2 separate regions of the Oryzias latipes genome follow, and region 1 is linked to region 2. The links are chromatin contacts, called in public Hi-C maps. All regions are on one chromosome and are shown on one strand. Each heading gives the region's core, a stretch centred on a gene start, on an enhancer-like site or on the middle of the called end of the contact. The rest is flanking DNA. Distances are from core to core; before and after follow the strand shown.

What was found. A called contact is a pair of places that touch in the nucleus more often than the background predicts.
Region 1: a contact with region 2 is called in a Hi-C map of fibroblasts, with 1.9 times the contacts expected there. The contact joins two enhancer-like sites. A contact is called at or near these places in 2 of 5 Hi-C or Micro-C datasets (embryo and fibroblasts).

What each region holds. Positions count from the first base shown.
Region 1 is chr3:30,510,988-30,516,224 of ASM223467v1, forward strand. No RefSeq gene overlaps it. Among protein-coding and RNA genes, the nearest start is that of gpi, 13 kb to the right of the region's middle. Within about 2 kb of position 1,699, at least 4 of the 8 cell types and tissues checked have an H3K27ac peak or open chromatin away from gene starts, as enhancers often do.
Region 2 is chr3:30,376,784-30,382,608 of ASM223467v1, forward strand. It overlaps adcy7 (adenylate cyclase type 7), which reads right to left. Exons shown (of 26, transcript XM_011493651.3): 12 at 5,766-5,809; 13 at 3,772-3,849; 14 at 2,276-2,345; 15 at 2,092-2,189; 16 at 1,890-1,974; 17 at 1,114-1,251; 18 at 950-1,000. Among protein-coding and RNA genes, the nearest start is that of brd7, 23 kb to the left of the region's middle. Within about 2 kb of position 1,353, at least 2 of the 8 cell types and tissues checked have an H3K27ac peak or open chromatin away from gene starts, as enhancers often do.

The sequences.
Region 1 (5,237 bases), core at 449-2,948, 130 kb after region 2:
CCTGACAATGACAAGCTGGACACCAGACAAAAAGACAGAAAATATTTTGTGCAGTTCTGAACTACTTTACATTATTTTGACCACTGGGACTATTCCCTTTGTTTCTTTTTTGTAAATATGCCACACATTTACTCTTTTTCTTATCTGTACATACTAATCCACCTATATTATTTCTATCTGTAATGCTACAACATTGGAAATTTCCTTATTATAACTTTAACCTTTGTTTTACTATTTTTAACACTTGTTAATTATGTATCCTGTTTTATTTTAATTTTTTTTAAATGAGAAATGGACTTTAATTTGGCAACAATCTGATTTTAATTTCCTGTTTTAGTGATAAAGTGATGCACTTTTTAATTTATTTTTATGTATTATTTATTATTTTGGTTGTTGATTTTAATGGATCACTGCTGCACGGACCGGGAAGCAATTTTTTGGATTTCCTTTTTCTAGTGACAAAGACTATTAACATGAAATCATCTGCGTCTCATATTTCAAAATAAAATTCAATACTTGAAATGCTTTTTCATTTTCACAATAAAGCTGCGTTCGTTGACTCAAAAGTAAAAGGAAAAATCAATCCGCCACACAGCTTTTTCTTTTTCATCTTCAACAATGGTTTTTGACATTTCATTTTTTTAAAAGTTCTCCAAAAAAATAAATATTTATCTATGTAACTGTTATCATACCTTTTCCCAGATGGTTAGTTGGTACATTTTAATTTCTTATCCAAGATTTTTCTGAAGCTTTGGTACAATTTCCACAAGAAAGATTTACCCGCAGGCACGCCGGATACTTTGCTTTACACGCCTTTAACTTGGAACCAATAGTTAAGTTGCAAATTTAATCCTTTCAGTCAATCTCAACCATATTTTTGCTTTTAAATTCATGAATGGTTGTCTCTCTGGAATCTAAATGGTTTGTCGACTCTCCTCCCCCCCGTTCTCCACCTGAATCCTGCTTTGCCATCGCCTGTCCTCCTGTTTTTTTTCATATGTTCTGAACTCATCCCAAACACGCCAGACATCGTTGGCCCAGAGCCCAACTACCAAAGACTTTCTCTGGCATTGGGCATTTGAATCTTGTCTGTCGCAATTCATATATGTCTCACATGTTTTCACCCAGAACTGGTGTGCTTTTCCTCAGTAACTTTAAATAAAAATGCCAAAAATGCACATTATTTCATGTTTGCTTCCTTCCCCACAGCTACAAGGATTTAAATGAAACTATAGTAAGTTTTGCAACTTAACTTAGGCTCTTTTACTCTTTCAGGTGTGTTCACTGTCATGGACTGTTTAAATATGCTAAGGTTAAAAGACAAAAAAAAAGTATTCTGAAGATGTAATAAAAGCAAAAATGGGAAATCAATCATTGGAGTTTTACTGACTGTTTTACAGCCCTGAACTCTAAAGTCACAACATGTTGAGCCCTTTTAACCCTTGATTTTCAAGTGCAGGAGTATAGCTGTATCTATAAACTGCTGATCTGCAGATTGTAAGTGATGGGGATACGTTTTACGTGGGTTTACATGAAAGCATAGGCTGCCCACTCACTGAGCTCTCCTGTGAGCAGAACAGTGGTGTTCAGTGTGGGGATACGTCTGGTGTTAGTTGACAGCTCTATGAGTTGGGGCACAAAGAAGCCTTTATGTGTGTGATGGTTCCACCCTGTTACTCAGGGAGCCGTGTGTGTGCGCGCATACATGTGTGGCTGTGCTCGTGCAGAGGTAGAGGAGCCCCGGGGGATCTGATGTGAGGTGAGCTCTGTTACACCACACAAAAGAGCTCAAGAACACCTTTCCTCCACAGCACACAGGTCGCTCCACTGCCAGGAAATGCCAAAAAATGTGCTCTGCTACCACATGACTTCACTCCAAATCTATGGTTATTCACACTTATCCATTCCTGGGGGGTTTTTCTCCCTCATGTTATGCTTCAGTGGGACACTTTTAGAAGTTTTTAAGTTTATTTTTAAATGTTATGAAGGGCTGGATTTTACAAGAAACAAAGAAAAATTGTGATCTTTCCTCTTTCTGCCTCTTGGGTTGTTTTATCTGGGAAAGTGAAAAATCATTAAACAAAACAAATGTTTACTTAGAGCAAGAAAGAAGAACTTCACTTGACTGAAACTGAAATAAAATAGCCTCAAAAACCTATAAAGCTGTCCCTAATCATAATCAAGGAGCTGCTTTTCTGGATAATGTCTGCTTTAAATAGATGCAGTCATGCTATACATATGAATGAGACACAAGACTTAGTTCTTCAGTAACACACAAGGAGCAGAATCAAAGTTCAGATATATTTACAGTAAAAAGCAGAGCTGCCTCGTCCCAGTCCTTCCAAACTACCCCCCTGCTTGTTTTCCTCCTTGTTCTTGAACTGGAAAGATGTGTTGACTGACTCAACACATCTTTCCTCTTAAATTAGACTGATTGAAAAATCAAATGTCTAGTTTTCTTTCTTTCAAACATACAGTGTTAAAAGACATTTTGTCAATTTGTGAATTTTTACCTATTTTTCCGACGGGGCGACAAAAAGTAAGAAAAAATAGGTTTTCATCAAACTCTCAAGGGGCGTCACTCCACATGTTAAAGGGCTTATACCATGCAAAAATCAACTTTTTGAGCTTTTAAGTTTATTAGAATGTTCATTCCTCATGAAAAAAAACAATAACCCCAAAGCTGTATTTTGATGCATTGACATATTTCTGAGTATTTCTTTCCAAACCTGCTCTTTAAGCACCAGCCCCTCCCGATTCACGAGAACGGATGGGTTCTCACATTGTGACGTAGAAAAGCGAGAACAGCCCCTTCCAGGAAGTATTAGCACCGCCCCCAGGCTAACACACTTTGTCCGCAGAGCTAGCGATGATCGTCAAAATGCTTTCCTTTTATATGCACAATATGGACAGCCATCTTTGCAAAAGTTTGGATGTTGTTTGTTTTCATGGGCGAGACGCAGACACACCGCCGAGGCTGACTCTTGGTTGACGTCGTGAAATGGGCGGCACCCACAAAGAGCAAAAACCGGTGCCTCAGTTATCGAATAGTCTTACTTTAAAGTAGGAAAATTGGCTGCAACAATAACTCATATTTAATTTAACATTTGTTCTTTAGTGGGTTCTTTTAATACCGGAGATGTCACTGGCGACAGCTAAATAACACGCTCTTTTTTACCTGACTCTTTCACAGTTTACTTGATCAAAGAATCGGTTGGTTTATGTGGATTACTTAAGCACGTCACTACTGTAAAGTGTTGCATGTCAGCCCAAGGCTGCTTTATTCTGCTTCAGAATCAGCTGGAATGACGTTAATTGCGTCAGCGGTTGAAGAGTTACGGTAGTCAGAGAATGTAAAAACCAGGGCTAAAGCTCAGGAGTTGAAAGGCTGTCATGCTTGGATACATCACTCTCTGAGCAACCCGTTTGTTTTGTTTTTTGTGTTGTTTTTTTTTACTTGTCCTATCCAGCAGATGAGCAAACACATCAGAGCTGAAGGCCTCTTGTGTTGGACAGATTTTACTGTCACAATATGCGGTTATAAAACTTCTGACACACGAGGTGTATATTTGTATACACCCCTTTTGTATTTGAGGCTAAGCTTTATTTATATCAATTATGTTTGTATACATTTCTTGTTGGACCGAACAACCAGCTTGTTGATGAATTACCTTTGGTGGTTTTCCCTCCTTGTGTTTGGTGTCATTGACTGTCTTCTGGACATCCGTCAGGTCAGCAGTCTTTTCCATGGTTACGTAACTACTGACCCTGACTGGGAGACCTTTAGAAGGCTCAGGAAACATCTGCTGCATGGTGTTTTGGGTTACCTTGCTGTCACCGCTTCTACAAGTCTTCAGTGGTCCAGAGTTTCCTGGTCCAGAAGAGCCTCTTTGTCTCATGGTTCAGGTGTGACTCTGGATCTGCCTGACCTCTACTTGTCAGAGGTGCCACTTTGTCTCTCCCTCTGTGTTTTTTTGGTTTTGTCCTTTTAAAACAACCCACGGCTTTCAGCTGTACAGCCCTGTTCTACTGAATCTCAGGAAGAAACACATTTAATTTCCAACATTTTTAATTTTCAGAGACACTGAAATTAGTGCTTTTTCTTACCTGTACAATCATCAAAAGTACACATAGCGAAAGCTTCAAATATAAAAAAAAAGTGTAATAATAACTCTACGTGATATACAAGAAATCACTTTTGGAATTGACTACCAAAATATGTAAAACCTTTAAAAAACGTTTCACATTGTCTCATAGTTACACCTGCACATTATGCGTGTCCCATTGTGTACCGATGTGTGGTATAGGGTAGACGGGTTTTTGTAAAGCACTCTGAGTTACAAAACCTTTACACACTTTGCCAATATTTTAAATTTTATCAGAGTACCGGTACAAAAATTACTTTTGAAGTAATTGGTTTGATTTACTAATATAAATGTTTGTCATTGTTTAAACATACGATAGGATGGCTAAGGGTTCCACCTGATATGTGCCAAAGCTGCATTTCAGTTGTAAAGCACGGTGGTGGAGGGATCATGACTAGGCTTTTTCCAGCAGTTAAATCAGGACTCTGAGTCAGCCATGGATCTCTCTGTCTAACAAAGTGTTGCCAATTGAACTGTAAAGTAATCTATGGTTAGCAAAACACTAAAATGGTTCATGAAGCCTTTGAAAAGGCTTGTGTTACTGGTTTGATCAGTAAAAAATGACAGAAATTTCACCACAACACAAAGAGTTCACCTTCAAAACACAAACGAAAGCTAATTCTTCTTGAGTTGGGTTTTTTAAGCCATTATAAAGCAACGCTTCCGTTACCATCTTCACAAAAACAGCAGTTTCTGTCCGTTCATATTGCTCCTAAAAATGATCTTGTTGACAACGTGGAGGTGAAGGGTTTGCAGGGCATTTATGATCTGCACAGCGAGGGATTGATTTTCATCTACAGTTAATTTGAAGATCTAGTATTTTACTCCTTAAAGGACAATAAAATGTTTGATTGCTGAACTTTTAACCAAAGACAATAGTACTCAGGTTAAGCTACCACACAGAACCCTTCTTCACAACAGTTTTTGTTGCTTTAACAATGGGGGACTTATTTTTTTTTGTCAAAGGAAATACCACAGAGGTGAATGATTCACTTCTGAAAAGAAAGATTTTCCAGTGCCAGTCGAATGAGTCACTTCCTTAAGACAGCATTGGAGTAAATGTGAAAGTTACAGTAACAATCTCACTTCCAT
Region 2 (5,825 bases), core at 103-2,602:
AGGCTGCTAGAAGTTGAAGCTGGGGTAACTATGGTGCACTGGGGTTCTGTCCTCTTTCCTGTTTTTACTTCTACCCTTCCTCTCCTCTATTCTTGATCATAATTTATCATTTAGTTCTCCATGCCTCTGTTTGGTGCAGTGCGATTCATGTATTGTCCCTCTTTTCCTCTCCCCTCCTGGGGAGTGGGAGTGCTTAGAGTGGGGTCAGACTTCCACGGCTGGATGAAGCTCGTCTGCTGGACTTTTATATATGTAGTTGTAGATTTAGATAAGTTAATTCTTATCTAAGATTTCTGGTAAATCGCCTGTCCGTCCTGGGGGAGGATCCCTCCTTCATATGGGCACCCCTGAGGTTTCTTCGTTTTTTCCGGAATCCGGTTTTTTTGGGAGTTTTTCCTTACCGCGAAGGGGGGTCTAAGGGCAGGGATGCCAGTATAGCTTAGTCAGTTTGTTAGTTCATTTTAGTATTTTTCTATTAACTCTTTGTATTCGTGATCCTTTTGATTTCATGTTTTACTTCGAAGCCCATCGAGACGACTGTTGTTGTGATTTTGGGCTATACAAATAAAATTGAATTGAATTGAATTGAATTGGAATCTGGCTCAAAACGGTACGGCTGGATATCTCCAATATTGCTCGCTATTTTTGTTGAACCAGTAGTTTTAGGTTTGGGGTGTGAGTGGCTTTGAGCTAGCGGGAGACTGCATAAACAGATGGGTGACGGGAAGTGGGTATGGGCTTACTCCGCACCAACAGTCCCACTCACAACTCAGATGTGAATTTCTAATGAACTACTGCCGGGGTTTCTGCAGAAACTATGTCCTAGAAAACAACACAATTATTTGGATTTTGCCTCAAAACGTCATAATCATAATTAAAAGATGACTGGGAATGCTTTTACAATAGAATAATAAAAGATCAGAGTGGGTCTTTCAAAAGTGCGACTCACAGGTAAATAGAAGAAATCAGAGCCTTCTTTTCCACCCATGTGAACAAAACACTGGAGAGTTGGAGAAAAAAAACGTGAGTGACAAGCAACCACAGGACATTGTCCTTTGAAGTCTGGTACGGCATCTATGAAGTGTTCCTCAGCTTTAAATAGCACAGTCGTACCATGTTGAACACCGCCAAGATAATGATGACCGCAGTCGTGACGATGGCCAGAGGCAGGCGAACGCATGGCCGCTTAACCACCGCCTCCGACACAGCCGGCAGCCACTGACACTGAGACAGCTTCTCTGGAAAGAAGCGCTGCAGACGTTTGGGAGAAGGGAAAAAAAAGAGTTTAGAGTGGATCCGCTCCGTACAGTCAGCCGTCCACAGACACACCACATGAGGGTGACTAACAGCTGACGGACCCATCAAAGAGGAGGTCAAGGCCTTCATCAGACAGCAGAGAGCATGTTTCTATTCTCACAAAGGTTAAACCTTTAAAAGGAAAAATGTGAACTATTCATTCAGCACGTGCACTCTTGTAAACCCTGCCTTCGTCATTCGCGTCAGCTGTCTGTGTGACCTACATAACTGTCCGCTACAATGTTACGGTGATGGTCTACAAGGGAGCTAGGTTCATATCCTCTTATAGATGTGCTTATGTGTCATATTCAGGAGCAATTCTGAGACTTCAATTCCCAATTGAAAGTAAAACATAATTGCCCAAATAATTCAAAGAAAAAAGGAAGGAAGTGGGGGGGGGAATTGAAAGTAACACATTCCAACTGGATGACAAAACCTGGGTTTACAGCATGTTTGCAGGTTAAATGACATACCTTTTTGCCAACTCAAACAGTCATGCGACTCATTTGCATTTAGTGCAAATCAGAACAGTTCTGAAAATAAATCAAACTTCAGAGAAAAAGGCGATGCTGAACACAGCTTCAGATACTGACCTGTATGTGACCTGCAAAACAGATGGCCAGGGTCAGTATCAGCACACAAAGCAACACTCCAAATGACGTCCCCAGCATCTGTCGACTGAAGGAAACAAAGCCAGAGCTCCTCACTCCATCCCTGCAGCTTTTATCTTTAAAGTCTCATTTTTTAAACATTTACACTTGAGAACGTTTTGGGATGAATTTAGGTTGTACTCACTCGTTTGTGACCAGCATCTGAACCACAAAGATGCAGAGGAAAATGAAGGTTGCACAGCTCACATAGTGTTTGAACATTGGCAAATCTAGGGCTCGGTACTTGGAGCAGGAACAGAAACAGAAGACATTTGAGTGGACGGCTCTCGCCGTGCAGAAACTTCTGAGCCTCTTTATTTCAAACCAACCTGTTTTTCCAGGTCTTTCTTTGGAAACCACAGAGCTAAACTTCCACTCTCTTCAGACTTAGACCACTGCCTGGACAGACAAGAAGAAAGATGTTAAAAAAAGGGAGATTTATGCAAGCCATCATTATTGCACAGCCAAAAGCATAAATAAAATCTCACTTCCTGCATACAAACTGCTGCACAGGAAGGATATAAACATTTCTGGTTTGTGGTTCACAGTTTGAGTCATGAAACTAGAGTACATTTGCCCGAAGATCTGGAACATCTGTACTGTGTTTGGCTTGAGGTTGAATCAGCAGTGGATCGCAGAGGGCATAAAAAGCGGCAGCACGCTGGGCTGATGCTTAATGTGATTGCTTGACAGCAGCTTGGCCACAACTTCAAAAGACGGCTGAGGGAGTTCAATTTTTAAGAAAATTGGGTGTTAGCGTATCAGCATTCCAAACTCTACACAAGAACAATGTTCCAAACAATTTTTTGAATTATCCTGGAGAAATGAATGACGTCAAACGTTTTAATATCCTCTGTGCAAAAAAGTGAGACGTCCCTGTGCCTTGACTGGATGACGCAGCACAAGTTTGCCGCTCTTTTATGATAAAAGTGTATGAAAAATTGTTTTGAATCACTTCTTCAAAGCAAAGCAAAGGGACTTTCTGAGATTTTTCCACTTTGTGAACGCAGAACTTACAATTTGCACCCACATGTAATATATAAATCACTGTGGACAGCAAAATAAGGCATTTCGTTGTACAAAATGTACAAATGACAGTACACGCTTGGATTTGGATGTTTGAATTAATAAAAAAATTGAATAAAAATACATTTCCAAGCAGTTTAATATCTTAAATATCAGGCTTCTTTCAACAAAGACGTTTGCTGGCTTCATCTCTTCATGCCCCACTCTTTTTTTGCCTCCTTCTTTACACTCAAAAAACTAATTTTGCCCTCAAATTTTTGCAAAAATATCAAGCAAATAAAAACTAAGCCAACAAAGCAAACGTATTCCACCCAAAAAAACGGGAAAAAAAGGTTCATACAAGATCCCTTTTTCAGTATAAATCAAGCTAAATCATCCGTGCGTCTGTGAGGCTCAAAGGAAACCAAATACGACCAAATCTTTGACTAAAAACAGTCTTTGAATTTTATCCAGAAGGTTCAGAGCTGCTGTTTTTCTGAACAGTTCATATTTCAGCTCTTTTTAGAACTCCCTACATTTTTAGGAAATTCTGTTTTTTAATCTCAAGATTTAATTTTTGGATGGAGCATCTTCTGTTCAGTCGTGTGCACTTAACACTAAAACACACTCTATGTGGTTAGTGTAAGACACACGTTGTGCTGAAATGTAAAGTATTGCAAATTTTATTTGTATTTCAGCCAGAAAAATACAGTTTTTTGCTGGAAACATTTGTGCAAAGTAAGACAGATTGAATTTTACAATACTACTAAATGAAATACTTATAAGCAATCAAATGAAAAATGCACACAAAATGACACACTTGCTGCTGAGCTCATCTATGGTGGTGGTCATCTCATTGTGCAGCTCCTCATCAAACTTGCTCTTCTGGGATTTGTTCCTAAACCAGAGAACAGAGACACAATTAGGCCACAGACTCAGGAAACAAAGCCTGATTGGAGAAGATGCCGCAGAACCTGATGAGGTCACGAAGGTTCCCCTGGTTCATTTGCTTCGGGGTCACATCAGGTAATGACAATGTTTGAGCATTAGTGAGGACAGAAAAATATTGTTTGTGCCTGTGAGGCGGGGGGTTTAGAGAGAGAGTGCTGGATGCATAACGCCGTGTGTTAGACAGTCCCCGTGGGATTCACTGGGAGGGCTTTTGCCGTGCTTCTGCTTGGAAACCCCTCCTCAATCAGGAAGGAAACACTCACACAGACACACGCAAAGACGCACACAGGCCCCAGTCAGTGATTAGTGTTAATAGGAGCAGGTCAGTCCACTCAACGGAGGCAGAGATTTTGAAGATCACGATGCGTTGCCCTGTTACAAACAGTGAGAAATGAAAAACGACGTGTCTGCCCACTGTTCAGGTTAGTGTTGGGGTAGAAGATTCTCCACCAAGGCAGTAGTTCTCACCCTGAATATCAAGATTTCTGGCAGGGCTGATGAGGAATCAAGACTAAACAGATAAGACTTGTGTTTGTTACTCTGGAATGTCATCCGCTGTATCTGCTTTGAGTTTGTAAATCATTCTTCACCATTAACATTCTCTGAATAATACCTTCAGGGATACCAAACAAACAGATAAAAAGGAGGAATATTTTCCAACGGTGCACCACAGCTCACCATGCTGGTGTTTACACAAGCCTCAATGAGCCTTTCACCATTAACTTTGTTTTTGTTGAGGGGAGAGATAAGCCAAAAAGGTTGAGAACTACTGCACAGACAGGGACGAGGACCGAGAAAGCCCCACTCACTTAGAGCTGCCGAACGGAGGATTGGGCAAGGAGAACGGCTCTTCAAGAGACTCGTCAATGCTGCCAGGGTCCAACATTAAAAACACAAGCACACAAACGTATTACAGGAGAGCAGCGGGGACCCGGGGTTGACAAAAATGCTGCACGGGCGAGAACGTGGCAGAAGGAAAGGAGGCCGACCGCTACTTTAAAAACATTTATTGAGACTGAGCTCACACATTTATACTTGTGTCAGTACTTAAATGCTTCTGTAGACTGAATAAATGAACAGAATCAGAAGTTTCTGCTGCAAAATCACACTTTTTTTATAATAAAAGACTTCTAGGTACTCGTTTTGAAAAATACCATAAAGACCACAAGGTTGTTTTTTTTTGTACTAACCAGGTAGATTCATCATTTATGAAAAAATATTTTTCCAATCCTTTTTTAAATACGTTTCCACTTCAGTTTCTATTGCTATTTAAACTTTGAGTTTTACTCATGTGCAATTTTACGTTGGGAGTCGGGAGAGTTGATGTGTGTTTTATAATTTTTTTTTTTAATATTGTTTTAAGCCTGTAAAGCACTTTGTGTTACTTTTGTATGAAAAGTCCCTTTTAAATAAAGTTTGATTTGATATTTGAACACTTTAAAACCTTTTTCAAATAGAAAAAAAGTGACCGCTATTTATAACTTTCCTTCAAATTTAAGCTTCCAGATCTGTTTGCTTTTCACTGCTGTGCAAAAACAAAACGGCATGAATCCATAGTGTATTACTATACCATTTACAAGTACTTTTCCAAAACTGCAATGACCAAAGGACAATTAAAATGCGTTCATAACACCACATTCTAATCACACTACAGCTAATGGAAAGTGATGCAGAGATAATGCATCTATATGGACAGATGGCAACGGGCTGGCAGCAAATCTGGAGGCCACATAATCTACTTTTGGGAGGAATTATTAATTAAATGAATGGAGAGAGGAGTAGCTATAAATGTTTATGAATCTTTGTGAGATAAGCTGCCCCTTTACGTTCAGTTTGTTACAAGCAAATGACACCTAGTCTTACCTTTCAGTGAGGTGGGAGCTGTGAGCTGAACGCAAAGGAATGTCCTGGAAATACATAAAA